Linked DNA regions of Columba livia: region 2 is linked to region 1. A link is a contact called in public Hi-C data. All regions are on one chromosome and are shown on one strand. The core of a region is the stretch at or near the end of the contact, and the rest is flanking DNA. Distances in the headings are between cores, read along the strand shown.

The links. A called contact is a pair of places that touch in the nucleus more often than the background predicts.
Region 2: a Hi-C map of liver shows a contact between it and region 1, with 2.6 times the contacts expected there. The contact joins two enhancer-like sites. A contact is called at or near these places in 2 of 2 Hi-C or Micro-C datasets (crop and liver).

The regions. Positions count from the first base shown.
Region 1 is chr2:137,296,788-137,300,353 of bColLiv1.pat.W.v2, forward strand. It overlaps TMEM67 (transmembrane protein 67), which reads left to right. Exons shown (of 27, transcript XM_065053971.1): 18 at 673-772; 19 at 868-1,007. Among named protein-coding and RNA genes, the nearest start is that of TMEM67, 24 kb to the left of the region's middle. Within about 2 kb of position 1,619, at least 2 of the 3 cell types and tissues checked have an H3K27ac peak away from gene starts, as active enhancers do.
Region 2 is chr2:137,494,195-137,497,697 of bColLiv1.pat.W.v2, forward strand. No RefSeq gene overlaps it. Among named protein-coding and RNA genes, the nearest start is that of GEM, 24 kb to the left of the region's middle. Within about 2 kb of position 1,792, at least 1 of the 3 cell types and tissues checked has an H3K27ac peak away from gene starts, as active enhancers do.

The DNA.
Region 1 (3,566 bases), core at 369-2,868:
CAGTAGGCTTGTTTTTAAACATTTTGTATAGTTCATTTTATTAGTGTATAGATATAAATAATTATTCTAAGAATTAAATCAGTTTTCCATAGACATTTATTTTGTGGTGACTCTATAGGGAAATAAATGTCTAAGAAAGATGATCTATGGAAAATTATTCTTTCAAGGATTAAGGTTCAAAGAAATCCAAATAAAATAACACTATATCAAGAAAGCAAGTGCTTTCTTTTAAAGCGGAGTGTAAGGGCTGTCAGTTCCTGATTAAAAAGAAGACATCAAAATAATCATGTTCAAGCATACTTCTAGAATTCAAATACCAATATTCTGTCTTCATGGGACATACAAGTATTTTACTAATTTTGGGTATTTTATTGAATTGGAATTCAGAATACGGGTTAATATGTCATGGGAAACTACTTAGTCATTTTTTTATAAATGTGTTACTTTTATATATTTTCTTTATTATTTTGCACATCCTCACGTGATTTACCATTACTCCAAGCTTTTAAGTTAAAAAAAAAATTAGCAAAAGTTGGTAATAAAGTTGCAGTCTCAGGTATAGTCAAGTGTATCAGTTATGTTTAATGAATGACATGCAATTACTGTTTCTTCATCCTTGGCTGTTTGTTGTTGCTATCCTTACTGTTTACATTTCTCCTTTTTCTTTCTTAGGCTCTACAATTCTTACAATTGCTGGTTTCACAACTTACTATAGATATTTTCTTCATTGATTGGGAAAGACCTAAGGGCAAAGTTCTTAAAGCGGTCGAAGGTAACTCAAACTATGCTTGTGTGTGTAAACAGATTTGATTAAATTAATACTGTCAAGTATTAACTTTCAGAGCTTTTTGTATGCATTCTTTTAAGGTGAAGGTGTTATTAAAAGTGCCGTGGCACCTGTGAGCATATGGAGGACATATTTTATAGCAAATGAATGGAATGAAATTCAGACAGTGAGGAAGATAAATCACCTCTTTCAAGTGCTTGCAGTTCTTTTTTTCCTGGAGGTATTATTACTACTACTACTACTACTACTACTATTATTATTATTATTATTATTATTATTATTATTATTATTATTATCTTTTTTATGATTCACAACCAGAGTGTAACGTAAGGGTCTGGTTTTTGTTTCTTGCTTGCTCTGTGGTAATAGTGGATGACCTTCAAGTTCACTTGAAAATGTGTAACTTAGTGAAATAATTACTTTAACATTTTAAAATGTATTTGTATGATGTATGTATAGGTCATTGCAATATTTTGCAATGTTTCATTAAGGAAGGCTTAAAATAAAACCCACACAAACAACCCTTAATTACCTTAGAGAACTTTGTTAGTTCTGTTTGGTTTTTTTAAGGTAGGGAGTTTCCTTAAGAGACTAATAAATCTATGTACACACTCAATTCTTTGTTTGCCTGCTGGCTCCCTCTTGCCATGGTTTATTTCTGGTTTCATATTTATCTGAACTGAACTTCCTTCCTGCTAATTTGCTGTAGTGACCTTTTATAAAGCAGGAAATGAAATGTGCCAGTTCTGTTCCTGATGGCATAACACAAGGCAGTATGCCTTCAGTTACAGTTTAAGGAGATATGAGAACTTCAGCTTCAGCTTTTCAAAACATTTTGGTTTGTTTCTTGGTAAGTACTTTTATTTTGGGAAGTATTCCTGAAGCATGTAGTATATAGATATTTATATGAGGGGGTTTTTACATATTTTTGATACTTTTATTCATTTTTTAGTTTCTGGTTTTGAATTTCCTATTTTTCTTTTAAATTAAATACAGAAAAAAAACCCACAAACAAAAAAACCCACACCAAAACAAAACAAAAAAACTTTTCTCATTCACTACATCAGTATTTTTGCTGTTGGTAAATACAGGGCAGGAACAACTTCTGTGTCATGTTCTAAGGAAGGAATGGGAGAAAAAAGAATGAGTATTCCTACAACTAATTAGTTTGCTCAGGTTACTCTTCATAGGCTCCTGATATTACTAGGAGGGAGAGGCTACTCTTAGTAGAGGGTGATTAACATCTTGCTCTATAACTCCTGCTATGAATTTCCCTCTGAAAAATCATTTTCTTGCCACTGATAGTGGAGGAAGTCATGAACGATACCTAAATAGGTTAATATTGGTATTTGTGAAAACTTCAGCTGATCTTTATAACTTTCATTGTCATGCTGGAGTCTGGAATGTAGTTGCCCTAGAAGTGTAATGCTCAGGGTAGATATAGCAGTTAGCTCCTCCCTACAGATAGGAACTTCTGTATTGCTCAAACCTGCTTTCTTGGCTTACCGGTTTTGATGGAGTGACTGTTCAGTTCTCATTAATCGTGATGACAGACTCTACAGTGGTGGAAAACAAGTCAGGAAGTGCAGTAGTTGGAGGAAGTTGGAGAGTGTGGCAGAAGGAGTCTCCCAGCCCTCGGGCCTCATGGCTGGCACTGCAGCAGCCCCTGGTTGGCACTGGGTCACCGTGGCAGTGTTGGCTACATGGCACTTTGACCGCAAAACTGACCTTTCCACTATTGTGCTGGGTCTGGCCGGGATGGAGTTAATTTTCTTCACAGCAGCCCATAGGATGCCATACTTTGGATTTGTGGTCAGAACAAGGCTGATAACACACCGACAGTTTTGCTATGGCTGAACAGTGCTTGCACAGCATCAAGGATGATCTCCAGAGGTCCCTTCCAGCCATAACCATTCTGTGATTCCATGAGAGGGCTGGGGTGCACAAGAAGCTGTGAGGAGAACACAACCAGGAGAGATGGTCCCTGCTGACCAAAGGGCCATTCCATATCATATACCATCATGCTGAGCAATGGAGGGGAGGGATTATTCTGGTGGCTGGCTGGGCATTGGTCTGCCTCTGGCAGGGAGTAATTGCCTTTGCATCTCTTGTCATGTTGTTTGTTTTGTTTTGTTTTGTTTTCACCACCTTCTTCCCTTTTCTTGGCTTATTAAACTGTCTTTATCTTGACCAATAAGTTTTCTTGCTTTTGTTCTTCCTGTTCCCCATCCTGCTGTGGTGAGGGTTAACCCACCACAAATATGGTGATGGTGCAGCTTCAGTTCTGAATTATTTTCATAAAATTCTCACCTCTTTGGTGTTTCAAGACATAGTGTTTCTCTCATCTTCTTTATCTGGGATTTTTTTTCTAGATTGTTTGCCTAAAATATATTCAGTCATAAAGACAACAGAGGTAAATATATTTCTGTTTAATAAAAACAAAAAAAATCTCTTTCTTACAGTCCCTACAGTAAAAAATTAACACTGGAATATATAGGACCAAAGAGCTGAAATTTGACAGAAATAATCTCTGCAGTCTAACAGTAGAATCTTTGGAGTTTTTCAGTAAAAATCAATGTTGGCCTGTTCTGAGATTTAGCTGCATGTGTTCTGAAATTGTGTCAACACATGCATGCAGTTTAATTATTTTAATTACGTTTCTTGTTAATAACACTGGATCACACGAGTGGGCTCTATCACAGTGAACATGCTCATATTCCCAGGTCCATTTTTCCGATTTTTTTCTTCTTCCTGTTATAAGGGAAACAACAGGGTAATA
Region 2 (3,503 bases), core at 542-3,041, 200 kb after region 1:
GAGGAAGGAGGTTTCAGGCTGCACTTCTATTGCTGGGCAAACTCCATCCCTTCAGCAGGAACCTTGAAAAGTCAATGGTCATGAGGGAGCTCAGTGTTAAATGTCATAAATCACACTCTAGAAAAATAAAGCCCAGGCCAAGGCAAGCATAATGAGGAGAGGGAAAAGATCTGTGGCTAATTGACAGAAAACACCCAAAAAGCTAGCTTGCAGGGGCATGGGCTTTTGTCACAGTGGCTGACACTTGGCCTATTTGGAATGAAATGCATCAGAGGAAAATGAAGACCGTGTGTTGTCAAGTGGGTGTAAATCAAACTAAGCAAACAAAGGAGCACGTGGAGAACTCAGGCTGACACCCAGGATGAGAGAGAAGAGGAGGAGAGGCTGGAAGCAGCAACGGCCACAGATGCTTTTAGACAGACATATTTTCCTCAAATCAGCTTAGTTTTCCACATGTTGATGAAAAGCCAGGTGAAAGGCAGCAGCAACCCATGTACCCAACCAGGGAACTTCCTAGCAGAACACCCACAAGTTAGTTGCAGCGTTCAGCATTACTCATCCGGCTCCTGGCTCATGCTGCTTGTGCGAACATGTACTGTCCCTCGAGTGGAACACTGCGTCCTATGTTATAAGCCCTCTAGGTACCTATGTCTCCAAAAGCAGCCTTGCTTTTGTACTAAGTAATAGCACAGAAAGCCTTGTCAAAACCAGATTTTGATTCAGCTTATCCTTCAGTTACTCTATGAAGCTAAAAGTGGTTTTCCTCATTGTTCTTTATAGCCCTCCCAGATAGTCTAGCCACAAACACATCATTTATTTAAGCCACACATAAACAACCATGATTTACGTCAACTTCTCATTCAATGGAAAGCACGTGAAAACACTACTTTCCTTCTCTGTGTTACTTGCCTGCAAGGGCTTGAGTGTCTCTGCAAATTCCTGGTGGTAACCCCATGCAGTTGTCAATGCTTGTTCCATATTTGGTATTTTAAGAAATTCCCATGAGTTTATTTCATTACAAAATCATTCAGTCACTATTCGTGACCTTTTTTGCACCAGATGATGAGTCGAAGAACTTCATGATCTCTGAAAAAGGCAGACTCTTAACCGGACTTGATGTCAACCTCTCGTCAGAATGTAAAACATATTTACCGCAGTTGCCATACAAACCTGTTTGACACCCAAAGCTTGTTATGCGGTTCCTTGTCTGTCGGTAAGTGAATAGAGTTATAATTCAGATTGCTATTATAATTATATGGGATCACCATCTCAATCACAAAAAAAAACCCTGAGCCAGGACTGATAAAAACTGAATCAACAAAAATGGTCATATGAAACCAGAAAAAAAAAAAAAAGAAACAAAAACAAAAAAAAAAACCACCAACAAAAACCTTTGCTGCAACATACAAAAACAAATAAAACACCACCCATTCTGCTTTTTAAAACCAGGGTTGGTCTCAGTCGAGAACATGCAGTACTCTTATCTCTTTGGCAGTATGCCCTATACCAGAAGTAACAGAATTTCTCTGAAATCCCCTCCTCCCAGCTCAGAGCTGGCAAGGAACACAATGCTGATTGCTGAATCTGAGGGCTGGTTGACAACCCTTCCTGCCCAGCGTGATTCAGAGTCCTGCAGTAGCTGTTCTAAGAACACAGATCACTCACTAAGAGCACATGTCCCTGTGGTCTGATCTCCTGGCAGGGTGAGCACTCGGTTCACATCGGTGCCATTCACTGCGGTGCCCTACGGCACATCGGGGCTCAGGTGGAGCTCACCCTCACTGCATAACCGTCGGCATCTCACACCTACAGAAGCACCGGGATGTTTAGCTTGCACTGCACTTGCTGCTTGCTGCCTTGGACATATCTCTATGGATTTTTCCTGATTCTGTAGTCCTAATAAATGTCAAATACTGGCAATATTTGTTTAGCATTTGTTGAAAAAATACACTGCTTGCCATAGTACTTACACCTGTAGTTTCTGCTGCTCTTCATGCTGCATTGAAGATGATGCTCTTCCAGATCTATTGTTAGGTAGACTTGCCTTATTCTTTGGCATAGATCCATAAGAACAACCACTTGGTGGATGAATGCTTGCATCCTTCAAAAAGTGGAAAAGGCAGCCAAGTGCATTAATCAACGCCTTGTATTTCAAGCATTGCACTAGATCACAGCCATGGCTTCAACAGCGCTTTCCCCCCTGCTTTCTGCAGGAGACTAGAACTGACTGGTGTGACCAGGCAGCATGATCTGCCTAGTGCTTTACAGACAGCATGACTGGCAGTGAGTCCAGAAGCCACACCTGAGGCCATCTGCTAGGACCTGATACTTGCCTTTCAGCACCAGCCACCTTCCCCATCCTCTAACGTTTCACAGTTGTTAAGATAAGGGGCAACATGACCTTGTAGAGACTTGAAATCCTTGCTATACCTTATCAGTCAACAGTCAGGCCAGGGTAAATGCACCACAGGGAGTTTTCCTAGTAGACATTTCTCAAGTACAGGTGAATAAATTCACATGTCCCCAAGCCGCACTCTGTATGAAAATACTGATTATTATACTATGACTATGTGAGCAGGGTGGGCAAGTCTCATTTTGCAGGCTGGTGCAGACTACTGTGGGAGAATCATAGATGGCATAATAACTTAGTGTCTGTATTCATGCTTCCTATACTTTCTACAAACTATTCTTCCAGTGCAAAATATAAGTTTCCAGGATACACCAAATTTCAGACTCAGATTTTCCATCTGCATCACGTGTAATGCCTTGTGAAACCTGTTATTTGGGTAGTATCGTCTTAGCCCAACAACCAAGAAGCACATGCATACTTCCATCACGCCCAAAAGTCATGAAGGGTTAACGAGGAGCATACATTTGGTGGGCCGGGTGGATGCTGGAGGAGCCTTCCACTGAGCATCACCATGTGCTGCCACTGCCAGAGACCTGGGGCAGCTTGGCGTGGCAGGGCAGAGACAGGGAGTCGTTCTGCAGCTGGAACTGGCAATGTGTGTTTGTACAGACCCCTTTGGGCTTCTTCACCTTGGAGTAACATTACTCTGTTCAAGAGGCCATCTGCCAGAAATCTCTCCCAGAACAATGACTGGAGCCCAGATCACCTTCATGCATACAGCAGTATCTGCCTGGGGGCTCATCTCCTCTGGGCTCCAGAGAGCTCCGTGCTGGTCCAGCACCAGCTTTTACTTTATTTATTTTAAAACTGCCAAAATAAAACTACCTTGGAGGCCCAACAATAAAAGGGCTTCCCTGACAGACCTGTGTTCTGCCAGCATGCAGCTACAGCTGTGTTGTGCAGGGTGGTGCACGACGTGACAGAAGTCGGATGGTCTGAGGACGGGACTCAGCAGGTGGGGTGAGGCCTGCTGAGGTACCCTGGAGGGACTGTCCCCCTGTACTCGGCACCGGTGAGGCCCCACCTCAAAAACTGTGTTCAGGTTTGGGCTCATCACTGCAAGAACGACATGGAGGTACTGGAGAGAGTTCAG